Regions from separate parts of the Mus musculus genome. Here regions 1 and 3 are each linked to region 2. Evidence: chromatin contacts called from public Hi-C and HiChIP or PLAC-seq data. All regions are on one chromosome and are shown on one strand. Each heading gives the region's core, a stretch centred on a gene start, on an enhancer-like site or on the middle of the called end of the contact. The rest is flanking DNA. Distances are from core to core; before and after follow the strand shown.

Region 1 (4,943 bases), core at 342-2,841, 270 kb after region 2:
TGTGTGTGTGTGTGTGTGTGTGTGTGTGTGTGTGCCACTCTGTAAATATAGATGAGCATGCATTATGAATGCTTATGAATAGAAGACACCAAAATCTTATGTGAATATCCAAATATAATAACATATAGCAGTGGTTCTCAATCTTCTTAATGCTGCATCCTTTTAATATAGTTTCTCAACCATTAAATTATTTCATTGCTACTTCATAATTATAATTTTGCTACTGTTATGAACATACTGTAAATATCTATTATGCAAGATACCTGTTATGAGACCTTTAAAGAGGTTGAAACCCACCTGTTGAGTAACACTGACCTAAAGATGGTTCAGCAGTTAAGCACATATACTACTCTTGTAAAGGACCCAAGTTCAATTCCTACTACACATATCAGGTACCTCCCAGTGGCCGTTACCTTCACCTCCAGGGGATCGAATGCCTCTGGTCTCTGCAAGGGAACTCACTTATGTGTACATGCACACACACAGAAGCACATCATAATGTCCTCATTTAATTTTTGTATGATATCTCTTAAATGAGGCATTGGGAATTTTTACTATATATATTAATAAGCTTTGATTATCAGTGGGATTAATAATCATAATTTGGGAAGAATAGCCTTTTATTCCTTAATTTGGTACAGGTATGCTACAAATCACTAACCAGAAGTTCATGGCTGTGGTGTGCCAGGAGGTGTTCAGCTGAGAACAATGCTATGAGGGACATGGATTTGTCAGTCCTTCCATCCCCATTGCCTAGTCATCCAGTGTCTTATTTTGTCATCTGAGAAGCCATAGCTATAATTCCCCTGTTCACACTGAAGCCAGGTGGAGGGACAGCAAGGAAAATACTCTCACTCCTCAATAAACTCATAATTCTTTTATCTGTGAAGGGTGGATGAAACCTATGATTTTTGTCCTCTAGCATTTTGTGAGAAACACAGATCTTAAGAATAAGCAGGACACTGAGAAATCCTCTGGGCAGCTGTCCAAAGCAACACAAATACATCACCCCAGATGGATTTACAACATCCCATTTTATGAAGAATTCTATAATCACCTTATAAAAAGACAACTCAATAACACTGATTTCTTTGCGGGAGACATGTGATTTCCCAAAAGTAAAGGGCATTGCTTTTTAAAAAATACCAATTTGCCCATGACACTGCTGTGGCATTTGAATAATACCACGGCATCAGTGACAATGAGCGACTCTTAACCTGATTGGTTTCATACACAGCCCATACACTGAGCCCTCTTCCCTCCTATACATTCAAAATTTATAGCATAACTGACACCCCTGAGATGGGCAGCTCCTGGGGGTGGATACTATATTTTAGTTCATCCTCTTTTCTGACTCCCACAGGGCTTTCCTATTACAGATTTTCTAGGATCAGTGAGTACATAGAGGAATCACACAGATCAAGAAGAATATTGATAGAAGCAATACAATTTTTTTCTTGAAAGGAAATACCCTATGCCTCAACCTGTGCAGTAGTAATGTAGTTAGTATTTTCTCGGACTATGAGCTTCTGGGGTGCCATGCAGGTCAGCAAGAGCTACATAGCATAAGCCTGTATTTCACAGAGTGCTAAGTTGGCCAAGACTGTCCTGTGACCTATGAGTCAGCGAGTCATAGGAAGCCTCTGACCTTGGTGAGTCTTCTATCTACCATCACATGAGATTAGAATTGCTTCATCAACTTCCCTAGTTAAGTTGCTAAGAGGTTCAAATTGAATCATAGATAGCAAAGTGCTCTGAGAGTGGGTTGTGAAGGAGATGGCCCAAGTATCATCAGTGCTAATATCAGAACATCTTGGGTCCCTCCAGCATGTGTTCTGGGTGGCTGATTGCTTGTTTTTTCCTTGTTACTCTGGAAACCCACCAACCAAACCCAAGAACACCAAGACTTGAGATAACTCAGGGATTTAAGTCTATCCAAGAAGCAATTTAAGAGGACAGAGGCTCTCACAGTCTGCCTTGCACTTTAGTGACGTGTCCAAGCCTCTGTCCATCAAAGGTCCAGATCTTAGAGAATATTCATTACTTTGCCATCTGGTCCTCGACTGCCATCCAGGCACTCTGATATCTCGTCCCACAGTCTTTTCATTTGTCTAACTTCTTCCAGCTTCAAAGGAAGTAGAGTGGGTCCCCTGCAATGGTAATGAGCCTAGGCATTTGAGTATGGAAGCTTATAACTCTGTAATCCACAGATATCATCACTTTCTAAATCTGTTTTGATCTGGAGTTCCTGCTGGGATTTTCATTATACAGAAAAAAAAAATTCTACTGAATTTGTGAGTTTCAGAAAATGACTCCACTTTCTGTCTCTACATGGGTTCCAAGGATCTTTCCTATATATTTTGTAGATTATTTTTTCCTTCTTTGAATCCAGGCTTACTCTTTTGATAAGTGCCAGAGAAAAAGAGGGGTACTGACTCACAAAATTCTGTGCTCAAGTTTAGAACAAGGCTTATCAGCACAATTAGTGCTCAATATCCCACAAGTGGGGTATTGCCATGTTAAACGTTACCAGCATTTGGCAGTCTCCACCACCTCACACATCCTGTAATGTGGTTTGGGAATATGTCTCCCGAAGTGCTTTTGCCATGAAGTAAAAATAGATTTGGCTGCCCGCTAAAGAGAGTTTTACAAAGAGACATCCATTATTCATTGTTCAGGGCTTCCCACCAGAGATCTCAGAGGCCTTCACACAGAGGCACTTATGGGCCTGACCTTCTGAGAAGAACCTTTTGAGAGGAAGTGGAGGCAGTAGAGCTCTCCCGACAATGTCATCCCATGCTTGCAAGCTGAGTGATATAGGGCAATCTGCTCAGCACGAGAATAACTCTGGTCTGAATTGCTAAATTGACCACCATTATACCGCTCTGAGAATGTTTTCAGGATTGTGTAACTTCATCTGTCTGATCCAGGTGAGTTAGGATTTTTACCTAGCAAAGAAACCAACAGCTTACTGGGTTGCTTTCTGTGCAAGTACCTTTTGTACATTTTTCGACTAGGCAAAAATAACTCTTTCTGGAGTTTACAGATACACATCTAGCTCATCTATCTTTAATTGATTCCCAAGGCACTGTAACTCACATTTATCTTTCATGACTTAGCACATTTAATGTAGTTCGATTTTGACATCGCAGAAAGCTCATCAGCCACTGCTTTTACATTAATTGGGCCTGAGGACTGGGACTACCTGGGGCATAATGGTGGGAACACTCTTCCCTAATATTCTGCCTCTGCTGTCCACAGAACAGAAGATTCATCCTATGGCTATGTGTGGCAGCAGATGAACGCCCACTGGGAAGGGGTGGGAAATGTAAGCCTTTAAGAATTATCCTTTTGGGAAATTACTCATTTTAAGTTGTAAGGTTTCTGAGTTCATGTGATTTCACAGTTGAAGGATAGATTCCTCTACTAATTTCACAGAAGTGAACTTCAGAAGTAATATAAATACACAAAAAAGATCCGTTCTTTGCAAAAGTTGTTTCAAATTTTAAGAATATATGACAGACTATGAGAATTCCAATATAATTCTTTTTTAAATTCTTTACTAAAGTATTGCATTAAGTGTTTTTGTTTTCAACTTTACTATAGCAGATACTTAAGAGAAACAACTTCAAAAAGTAAAGATTTATTTCAGTTCCTGCTTCCAAAGGTCTCGCCTGATGGTTATCTGGTGCCATTGCTGTGCATGTGTGAAAAGGCAGAGTACCCTGATGGCGAAGGCCAAGGAGCTCAGAGCTACTCTTCTCACTCAGAGAAGCAAAGGACAGGACATACCCTTCCAAGGCAAGGCCCTCATGGGCTACTCTCCCCCTCCAGGCTCCACCTCCTATTAGTTCCTTCACTTCCTAATAATGCCCCATACAGGAGTCTATCAGTAGATGAATCTATTCATGAAGACAAGGCACCCATGATCCAATCATTTCCTACAGTCACCACCAATGAATTCTGCTGTGTAGGGATCCAGGCTGTCAACAAAAGATCTTTCAGGGATCATCCTTCATTATAAATCATTAAAAATATTAACAATTTTAGACATTTCTTTGGGTCACTTTTGTCTGTATGATTGGTGTCATTTTCTAAACACACAGAATTATTTTACTACTAAATTATTCATGTTTGAGTTCTCCTGTCTCTGACAGTATACAGTTCCATACATCTCCTTCAGTATTTTTCTGACACAGACCCTGAAAGTGGAAAACTGAAAGACTAGTAGTGTCCTTGAAGAACTCACAAGTGTACTCTTTGGAGAGAGAATTTTATATGGGGTCAGAAGCATTTTGATGGAAAATGGCATGAACCTCTAGGAATCAGAAGAGTAAAAGTTAATACCAGTAGCTTGTCCTTGTGCTATATTCTCCTGGAAGACAGGGTGTGATAAATATCAATACATACATAAATAAATTTGCTGGATACAGAGAACTATGCTTAAGGTATTTGTTTTTGATGGTATTTAACCCTTGAATTTGAGTCTATTGAAGTCTACTATGTTGATCTTTATTTAAAACTTACATGTACTCTCTGCCATCTTATCCAAGTAATTAAGATACTTTAAGTACCTGAGGGGAGCCATGTGTCTCTTTTCGTAGCTGGATGCTGAGACACATTTTCCGGGTGATTTTCATTTTATTATGTGTAAAGAACAAACATGACCTGTTGTGGGATGAATACAAATGTGCATGAGGCTATTAATTTCTCTGTTAATGGGGTAATGAATTATGTTTCTTTCTAAACAACAGGATTTCTACCTAATTCATTAGCAATCTAGGAACCTTGATTTGGCTATAAAAGCAACATGCCTTTATGAGTGGTAAAACAAAATAGAGTAAGTAATTTATTCTCTGATGCAGGGCCTTGTTTTTGGCACCTCATATGAAAACTAGATGGAAATTATGTTAGACCTGTGTCCGTTGCATATCAGAACTCTG
Region 2 (4,972 bases), core at 1,743-4,242:
TCATGCTGGGTGTTGAACACACTCTGGAGAAAGCTGAATCTTCACCAGCAGCTGAGAGATTACTCTTCATACTGATGACCAGCTTATAGTTGTAGAACTGTAGACCCTCCCCCCACCTTGAATAGAGTCATAAGCAGGGAAATCCAGACCTGATTAAAAAGTTATCCCTTTCAGATTTTCAGTGTTTTTTTTTTTTTACTTTTTTTTATTAGATGTTTTCTTCATTTACATTTCAAATGCTATATACTTTCCTAGTTTTCTCTCAGAAAATCCCTTGTACCCTCCACCCTCCCCCTGCTCCCCAACACACCCAACTCCCACTTCCTGGCCCTGGCATTCCCCTGTACTGGGGCATAGAATCTTTACAAGACCAAGGACCTCTCCTCTCATTGATGGCCAACTAGGCCATCCTCTGCTACATATGCAGCTAGAGACACGATCTCTGGGGGTACTGGTTAGTTCATATTGTTCCTTCTATAGGGTTGCAGATCCCCTTCAGCTCCTTGGGTTCTTGAGCCTCTTGATCCTCCATTTGGGTCCCTGTATTCCATCCAATAGATGACTGTGAGCATCCACTTCTGTATTTGTCAGACACTGGCATAGCCTCACAGGAGACGGCTATATCAGGGAGGGGTCCTCCTAGCCTTGTATCAACTACCTGAAAGAAGGGAATCTTAATTGAGGAAATGCCTTCATAAGATCCAGCTGTAAGCCATTTTCTTAATGAGGCGGTCCCAACCTATTGTGGGTGGTCCTACCCTTGGGCTGGTGGTCCTTAGTTCTGTAAGAAAGCAGACAGAGCAAACCTTGGGGAGCAAGCCAGTAAGCAGTGCCTCTCCATGGCCCACATCAGGTCTTGCCTCCAGGTTCCTGCCCTCTTTGAATTCGTATCCTGGTTTCCTTACATGGTGAATAGCAATAAGGAAGTATAAGCAAAACCCTTTCCCTCTCAATTTGCTTTTTGGTCATGGTGTTTTGTTGCAGCAGTAAAAATTCTAAGACAGGGAGTTTGAGCAACACTGCCTGACTGTCTGAACAACAACACATAAAATTGAACTTTGTAGCATTTTCCAGTTCAGGAACAGCCATACTCCAACAATCTTTTAAACCTTTGGTTGGCAAGTTTTTAGGAAACTGTAAACTGTGGAGAGCATGGGAGACAACATTTGAGACAAACGACATCTCTCAGGGGTCTCATTTGCTCAGGACCACAGTTGGTCAAATCCAGCTATTGGAATTGTTATGCCCAGTTCAAGGGAACCCCAGGAGGCCACCAGAGATTGTGGCACACTGATTGGAAGCACAAGAGTCTTACTGGAGTCCAGACTCGGATCACAGCCTTGCCTGCTCAGCTGCCTTCCCTGCTCCACAGCAGCAGGGGCTTCATTCTTCCTAAGAGAAGCAGCTGTCAGGGATGTATGTGGAGCTTGCTTTGAGGAACTCCTTCTGGGTGCAAGACATGATACAGGTCTCAAGCTCTGCTCTTTAAGGAAGCAGGCCAGTAGTCCTGTGAAGAGGATGGTCAAGTCAGTAAAGTCCTGTAGCACTCCAGGGTGGAGGATCCATCCCTGCTGAGCAATCTGTCGGAGAAGCTCATGCAGAACAAGTTTAGTTGACCAAGGCTGTGACTTCTCAGAGCTGGTGATGACACATGGAGTCAGGGTCTTTTGTATCACAGACAACTGGCTGTGTAACCAAAGATGACCTTGAACTCATGAGTCTCTTACCTCTGACACTTCTGAATTGTTGAGATAACAGTTATGTATAACCACTGGGCAATTTCACACTTTTTTCATTTGGAGAGGAAGTAAATAAAAGCAGAAGTAAAAATATAAATAAATAAATAAATAAATAAATAAATAAATAAATAAGGCTTTTGCTGCTGAAGCCTGTGTGTTCTTTCTTGGTGGTGGCACCATCCACCTTCCTTGCAGTTATTAGCAATGTACTTGTTGCTTGTTGTTATGAGGGCCGTGCTAGCTTTAGAAATAATATGAAAAAAATATTCATTTTGCTAATTTACATAGCTTATAAACTAGGTGCAAATTGTAAGTACTTATTTAACAGAGGATATTTTTAATATTTTATGAAATGTCTTATGAAATATTTGGACAGACGTGTTTCTAAGTACTGTGTTTATGTAGGAAACACTGTCTATTCTAAGAGCTTTAGGACATTGGTATGTAAGGAATTGTCTATCCACACGTAGTTGCTTCTGCCTCTGATTGCAGTTGAGCAAAAAGGATCATGATTCATTCAGCGAGCCTGGGCTAAAGAGCAAGATATTGCCTCAAAAAGAAAAATGAAAATAGGAAGTAATTTATCAGCACCTTACAAGTTGCCATTTAAAGTGTGAGCTGAGTTCCTCACAGATGCTTAGCAAGGCTTCCTGTGAGACAATCTCAACCCACTCAGAAGGTTTTTGCTAAATAAAACATGATTTGTGGCTTCCTGCTAGGACTCTGACGCTGTGATACTATGAATATATAGAACTGTATATGGTCTAAGGCTGTCTGCCTTACCCTCTCCACACCTGCAGACCAAATCTCAGGCAGCTGCACTCACCTGGCTCAGTATTCAGAGCACCTTTATAGAAGAACGGGTTGTGACCACAGCCTTCTGCACTGCCAGCTCAGAGTGCTTTGTGGCCCAGCTCTTCAGATCCAGGTCCAAGAGTTGTGTCTTAAGTGGCTGGCTGGCTTATGGGCAAAGGGGAAGACTGTTCCTCAAGTCCTAAAGCAAGTGGTGCCTAGACAATCCTGTAGGTTGGAAGTCTGCATCCATTCTGGGGCCTATGTGCACTGCTCTGGGGCCCATCTGCACTGCTCTGGGGCCCATCTGCACTGCTCTGGGGACTATTTGAACTGCTTTGCCCTTTGAGTTTGGATTTGCTGACAGGTACACTTTAATACCCTGCCCCTACTCTCTCTGGTTTTGCCCCCTATGCACAAGCCAGAGTCCTGAGGCATGATGCAGATCAAACCCCAGAGGAAGTACATTTCTGTGCTTCCGATCTGACCATGACACTTGACTCCAGGCTCTGTCAGTAGCACTGTCTTCAGATTTGCTTAATATGCTTGCTGGCATACCCAAAGTCAACTGATTTCAAGGAAGGGGCGGTGCCATGGGCTTGTTGACTCAGTACATCGAGATGGTTTTCATTCTGTGGCTAGTGAATTTAAGAGGCAGGATCTTATTTATTTAAGTAACATTTTGAGAAGACAGCAAGTAAGTGCATCTTTACTTTGAAAGTTGCAGAACTGATTACAGGGAGAAATTAAATAGGAAGGGGAAATGGAACAAAAAGTTAAGTATGAGGTAGAAATAACTATTTCCAACCATGAATCTCCAAACATGCACTGGCCTGCTTCTGCACTGGCCCTGGTTCTGTATGTGTTGTTGCATAGCTGTGTGTCTTCAGGCTGGTCCCTCAAGGCCTCTGTGACAGCAACTACCGTTTTGTAAAACGAGGCAGTTGTTGACAATCTCATAGACACTGAAATACAATTTATAGGCATTGAGAGATATGGTATTACTCCTTAGCACTTGTCATGTATTAAGCTCATGAGTGTATTGCATGTTAAACAGAGAGTAATCTAATTTCACAGTTAAATAAAGTGCTAATTTAAATTACTTTTGAAATTAAAATGTTAATGGAATAAATTTCCTGGGTCTAATAAATGAACTCTCTGCATCCTTCCCCTCCCCCACCCGTGCTCTCAGTCCTGCAAAGGGGAGGGGGAGGGGTATGCTGTCTGCCTCTGCATTTTCCACTGCACCTTACATCCTGGAGCTTCTTTTATTTCAGGCTGGATTACTTTTATCTGAGGCTGTTGGGGCAGGAGGAATTAGATCCATTTTCCTGACAAGAATTTTACATGGAACACATATTTGAAAGATTAATGTAAGCAGTTGCTGCCGAAACAATTTAATCTTGCTTTCCATAGTAATGAAAAATGAATAATCAGAAGAATAAATTGTGTCTAGGAGATAATAAATACCCCTTAAAGGATCTTAGCAGTGAATATGAATTATAGCTGCCCCCTCCAGCTTAGAAGGCCATGGCCAGTTGGTTCTCAACCATATGTCTGCTGTAGCCTTAGTTGCAGAGGCTGATTCATCTTACCTCTGTCTATCAGAGCCAAGCTCTCTGCTGTCTTCCCACTAATTTGAAACTGCAAATAGCAGTTTGTGCCAATTAGAGCAGTGTATATAGAATGCCGTGAAACTCATGTTTCCCTCCTGTCTCTTGACCAGCAGCAGACCTAACATGTCTAATGTAAGCATTCAAGATATAAACTTAACAACCTAGAATCATTAGAGTCAATGGCTCCAGGCAGGGAGCATTGACACATGTTTTATCCTCTGCTGCCTGCCCTTGGGTAATTCCAGAAAGATCCACTGAAGCTCTTCCATAGCAGAAGTTGCCTCTGATCTACAGGATTGTTCAGAAGCAAGGATAGCTCCAGATTAGTGAATTTCTCTAAGAGGATGCTTTGCGAGGTTTAGAAACCCCTCAACAACGAGTAATGATTGTTTGCCTCCTACACTAAGGGCTAAAAGGAACTGAGATTCCCCAGTACATCTGTGCGGCATGGCCCAGAGCACCAGCCTTCCTGCTGCTCTGGGACCCAGGAGACCAACATCATCATATCACCAAACAATACAGCACCACACACATCAGCTGATAAAAGCCATATGACTCACCCCTGCTGTGTGCAGTATGAAAAGCAGTTCTGGAGCCTAACCAATGAGCGCTTGTGGTGCAAACATTAAGACTGAGTTGCTTTCCATGTAAAAAGCTGGGTGTTGTGGCAAACACTTGAAATCATAGTGCTGCAGAGGCAGAGACAAGAGGATCCCTCAGACTCATTGGCTTCCAAACTAACCCAACCGGTAGGAACCAGGTTCCAGTGAGAGACCCTGTCTCATAAAACAAGGTAGATAACAACTGAGAACTAACACTGTTGCT
Region 3 (4,880 bases), core at 692-3,191, 380 kb after region 2:
GTTGTCACAGGAATATCCCACTCTGCTGGTACCAATTTGTCTTAGTCGGGGTTTCTATTCCTGCACAAACATCATGACCAAGAAACAAGTTGGGGAGGAAAGGGTTTATTCGGCTTACACTTCCATACTGCTGTTGATCACCAAAGGATGCAGGACTGGAACTCAAGCAGGTCAGAAAGCAGGAGCTGATGCAGAGGCCATGGAGGGATGTTCTTTACTGGCTTGCCTCACCTGGCTTGCTCAGCCTGCTTTCTTATAGAACCAAGACTACCAGCCCTGAGATGGTCCCACCCACAAGGGGCCTTTCCCCCTTGATCACTAATTGAGAAAATGCCTTACAGTTGGATCTCATGGAGGCATTTCCTCAACTGAAGCTCCTTTCTCTGTGATAACTCCAGCTGTGTCAAGTTGACACAAAACTAGCCAGTACAATATGATAAGTTATTATTCTGGTTAGTTATTTTGTTACTTCTTTTTTACCTCCCAAAAGCCCAACTCTTATTCAGACTTGAGAAATTATACCATGAAAAACTGTTTTTTAATATTTGTGACAGGGTTAGATAATATTTGCAATCAATTTGATGCTTTCTGGTTCTCTTTAGAAATTGTATGTGTGTGTGTGTGTGTGTGTGTGTGTGTGTGTGTGTGTGTGTGCGTGCGCATAGGTGTATGTATATAAATAAATGTATTAGTGCACGTAGGTGTAGTTGTGCATGTATAGGTGTACATGTATACAATTGTATGTGAATATACATTTGTTGATATGTAGGTATGTAGATATGTCTATATATTGGTGTATAAGTGTATGTATATGTGTGTTAGAGTGGTGTGTAGGTGTGTGTGTTACAGCAACATAAGGGAACTCTTAAGAACAGTAACATACATGACTTTGTTCATCTAATTATTATTTGGCTCCTAGAAGGAATGTCTGTTTCTATCGGTCTTACTTCTGCTCCCCACCCCCATGAGGAAGTATGTGAAATTATCTCTTATTCTTGGCAAATCATTAGTCTCATTTAATGATAATTTCTAGAACTCATGCAGCATTGTAGAAAGTTCTGGGAGTCAGAAGGCCTGGTTCAGACTTAATTGCTTCCTAGTCCCATGTCCTAGAAGAGTCTCGTGAACTCTGTAATGCCCTGTGGGGAAATGTTAGCAGACCATCCCCATGCCTCCTCCTAGGATCACTGTGATCCTCTGTTGAATGACTGGAAGTTAATTTTAAAACACTAAATCACTAGAACATTTGGGTTTATTGTGATAATTTGTTGATATAAAAATTATTAATAATAGGTCCTGCAGTTGAATGATGAGATTATAGCAACACATAGTGACAGGTCAGGTTTGATAAGCAAGTCTTTCACAGGGATGAATAATAAATATCACTATGTACTAAAAATCTAGTCTTGAGTATTTTAACCCAATATTTTTTCCTTGGTTGTTTATTAAAAAAATCTCTACCAAAATTAAACGTTTAAAAACAGGTTTGTTTCTAGGACCCTCTCTGTTCCTTTGTTGTGTGGGTCAGAGATGACAATGCGATCTGAAATAGTCAGCCTCTTTCTGATGGCAGAGATGTGCTCAGTGAGTTGTAGTTACAGTAACATGTGGTGTTTGAAACAGGTCAGGAGAGCCTGGCAGGCCTGAGTCTACCCAGCTTTGTAAGCATGGGAAAATCCTAGCTTCTCTAGGACTAGGTTTCCGTGGCTGTAAACATCTCCGAGCCTGTGTAGATGGTGCTTATCACAGTTTCTATTCTAGACGTGTTGGTAACAAAGTGTTTATAGTGTTTGCTCTTTTCTGTACTCATCTAGCTTCTAACTGTTCTACCAGTGGTTTCATAACTGCCCTGTCAAATACCCAATCACTATAAGCAGGCACCTGCACACTTCCACATGTTAAAGAGTATCTTTAAAGACAGGAAGTCAGTCAGGCTGACTGCTACAGCAAGTAGTCATAAATGCCTTATAGAAGATCATGAGGAAGTTGCTTAATTGGGAAGATAATGTTAGAGTTCTCCAGAAAAGCAGCAGAATCAACAGGAAGAAATTTATCATATTCTATTTATCTATCATCTATCTAGCTATCTCTATATATATCTTTCACACAGACACACATATGCACACAAATGCATATTTATATCATGCAAAGAAAGGGATAAAATAATCTTATGGGATTATCTAACTGCGATTTGGGGCTAGCAAGCCTAAAACTTGTAGGGCAGGTTAGTGGTTGGGAATCCATATAAGAGCTGGTTTTGCAGTATTGAAATGATAGCCCATAGAGCAAGCCAGTTGGCTAGAAATGTGCAAATTTTTCTCTGGGTGTTGGCTTAAAACAAAACTTCTTCTTGAGCCCACACACATTATGGACAATAATGACTGATTGTAAATATTGATATATCCACAAAACCTAAACTATAAGACCAGGGTTTAAATCGCAGGGCACGGTAGTTTAGCTGATCTGAAACACAAACTAACCTGTTATGGAAATCCAAAAACAAATCAGGAGAAACTACACAGGTAGAAAAACATCATGAATTATTATTACTCTCGGGAGGTAAGAGAAGAGGCTATGGCCATAGTATGCAAATCTGGGGCTAGTGTTACACAAATGCCAAAAGAAAAGGGGGAGAAGACAGAGTTATTGAAACACACTTGTTAGACAGTCTCAAAAGCAATTCAAAAGGATAAACTGTCGACAGAAATAAGCAAGTAAGAATTTAAGGACACAGACAAGATAAAGAGTTCCAGGAAGGTCTCAATCTCAGATGCAAATAGGAAAACTTCCAAGAAGACAGAAGAGAAAGCAAAGGAAATCATCAATAAACGGGTGCAAGAACATGTACAATTTACCAAAATTAAAGGATGTGAGTTTCAAGATTACAGGGCCTACTGAGGATCCAGCACTGGCTAGAACAAGCCCATGCTAAATCACAGCATAGCTAAAGAGCATAAAATTCCAAACATCTGACCTTCCAAAATATTGGAGAGAAAAGCAATCTGGTCTCTTTCAAGCTTCAGAGACTTTGGAGTTCCCAAAAACAACAAGCAGAAGATTGCTTCAATTTCCTAATGTAATCTAACTTCCAATGAGGTCTTAGGATTTAACTAGACAAAATTCCCTAAAATTTGCCTCCTTCAACCCCTTCCCATGGGAGGCAATTATAGAATCACCAAATGAAAGAGAGAGTAAGCCAGATGAATCCAGAAACTGATCTTTAACACAGGTATGCGAAAATGCTGGGTAGGTCAGCTGTTCAAGGGGGAGCCCCGAGAGGTATCAGCGAAGACCTCCTTAGCAAGTAAGGATGTGAGCTACTGTGTGCAGCTCAATACAGGAAGGCCTGGTTGGCGAAAAGTCCGGGGGAAATTTAAATAAGTATTCAGAAAAAGAGGAATCCAAAGCACAGGTTCATCTTTGATCTTTTTCTTAAAGACAAAGATATGCATGAAAATAAAAGTCAGAATTCACTAGGTAGCTTAGCTACAAATAGCATATTACAGTTAATTACAATAATACAAATACTGTTTGTTTAATTAACACTAAAAGATTACAATTTGTTGGGGGGAAGGGCCATAGAAGACTGCCCATATGTGATGTGACTGATGTTTTGAAATAAAAGACATAATGGAAATCCAGCAGAAAATTGTGACTGTTAGAAACAATCACAAACTATCAGCATTCTACAGAAGAAAATGCTAAAATCCTAACAGGGATATCCAGGTTGTTCCTAAGGCATTATCAACACTGTGATTGACAATGCAAAACTCAGAGCATCCCTCATTTACTAAGCATGTGTCTAAGGCTAAGGACAACAACTCCATAGTCATAGTAATGCATCGTTTCTACCCCAAGGCACATATAAGACTCTGAGTCTTCATTCGCCTGATAGTTAATGTTGTCTGTGGTACAGATATCAGTGCCTAGTTTTGTATGACAGGTTCATGAATAGAACATGAAAGAGATGCAAAGACGAGGCTCTGCACAAGGGATATGAAGGTTAGGCACTGAGTTTCAGTTGAGTTGGCTTGGCCTCGCTTGGAGCTCAGGGCAGAAGGGAGCGTGGCACCAATGGCTTCTCCCATCTGGAGCTGTCACCATTTGCAGAAGCCTGATAAAGAGTGCACTGCCATCTCCCTCACCATCCTGGTCTCTCTGCTCTTAGGCTCTCTAACAAGATCACTAGCGTTCTATAAAATATGGATAGTTAGGTGAATTTTTGTGGACTACCATGGAATACAAACTACACCCTGGAATTTTTTTTTCATGACAAATGAATTCTACCTAACCAGTGTGCTGATCAGCTTTGGAATTCAGGCCTTGCTTAAGATAAGGAATCGAGAGGACCTATCACAGCTGAGTCTAAGGATGCTCATCACTGAGGCATCCCCAGCTCATGAGGCCCTCTCTTTTCCCCAGGCTATCAGTGTTCCTGTCTCTCGCAGTTCACGGGAACAAACTGTGAATCAGAGATCACAGCCTGCTTCCCTAACCCTTGCCGGAATGGAGGATCCTGTGACCCCATAGGAAACACCTTCGTCTGCAGCTGTAAAGCCGGCCTCACAGGTGTCACGTAAGTGAGACTGCACAAGGACCTCTCTTTACACGCTTCTTATCCTAAGGAAGCAACCCCGCATGTGGTTCATTCGAATAAATGGGTACCCTGCTGTCTTTCCCACACGGTATTCACATGGGCTGGCTTAAGGTAAAGTGACTGAAATACAAACAGGAGATCCTGAGTTCAGATTCCTAGCACCCTCCTTGAAAACCTGGGTAGGGTGGCATGAACTTGAAACCCTAAGGCTGGGATTGCCTGGGATTTGTGAACCAGTCAGCCTAGCCAAACTACTGTGCTTTGAGTTCAGTGAAAGACTGGT

Evidence for each region. Hi-C and Micro-C count contacts between places; a contact is called where the count stands out from the background. HiChIP or PLAC-seq counts read pairs in DNA pulled down with a chosen protein or histone mark.
Region 1: a Hi-C map of bone marrow-derived macrophages shows a contact between it and region 2, with 4 times the contacts expected there. The contact joins two enhancer-like sites. A contact is called at or near these places in 4 of 484 Hi-C or Micro-C datasets (bone marrow-derived macrophages and macrophages), 1 of 115 datasets of contacts at active chromatin or transcription factors (bone marrow-derived macrophages) and 1 of 9 other capture datasets (bone marrow-derived macrophages).
Region 3: a contact with region 2 is called in an H3K4me3 HiChIP or PLAC-seq map of bone marrow-derived macrophages, with 2.9 times the contacts expected there. The contact joins two enhancer-like sites. A contact is called at or near these places in 3 of 484 Hi-C or Micro-C datasets (the N1E-115 cell line, bone marrow-derived macrophages and nephron progenitors) and 1 of 115 datasets of contacts at active chromatin or transcription factors (bone marrow-derived macrophages).

What each region holds. Positions count from the first base shown.
Region 1 is chr9:16,043,544-16,048,486 of GRCm38.p6, reverse strand. All of the region lies in intron 4 of Fat3 (FAT atypical cadherin 3), which reads left to right. Among named protein-coding and RNA genes, the nearest start is that of Mtnr1b, 170 kb to the right of the region's middle. Within about 2 kb of position 1,591, at least 11 of the 459 cell types and tissues checked have an H3K27ac peak or open chromatin away from gene starts, as enhancers often do. A contact at or near this core is called in bone marrow-derived macrophages, where this site is marked.
Region 2 is chr9:16,310,216-16,315,187 of GRCm38.p6, reverse strand. All of the region lies in intron 2 of Fat3 (FAT atypical cadherin 3), which reads left to right. Among named protein-coding and RNA genes, the nearest start is that of Fat3, 190 kb to the left of the region's middle. Within about 2 kb of position 2,992, at least 19 of the 459 cell types and tissues checked have an H3K27ac peak or open chromatin away from gene starts, as enhancers often do. A contact at or near this core is called in bone marrow-derived macrophages, where this site is marked.
Region 3 is chr9:15,924,637-15,929,516 of GRCm38.p6, reverse strand. It overlaps Fat3 (FAT atypical cadherin 3), which reads left to right. Exons shown (of 26, transcript NM_001080814.2): 23 at 4,423-4,576. Among named protein-coding and RNA genes, the nearest start is that of Mtnr1b, 53 kb to the right of the region's middle. Within about 2 kb of position 1,941, at least 3 of the 459 cell types and tissues checked have an H3K27ac peak or open chromatin away from gene starts, as enhancers often do. A contact at or near this core is called in bone marrow-derived macrophages, where this site is marked.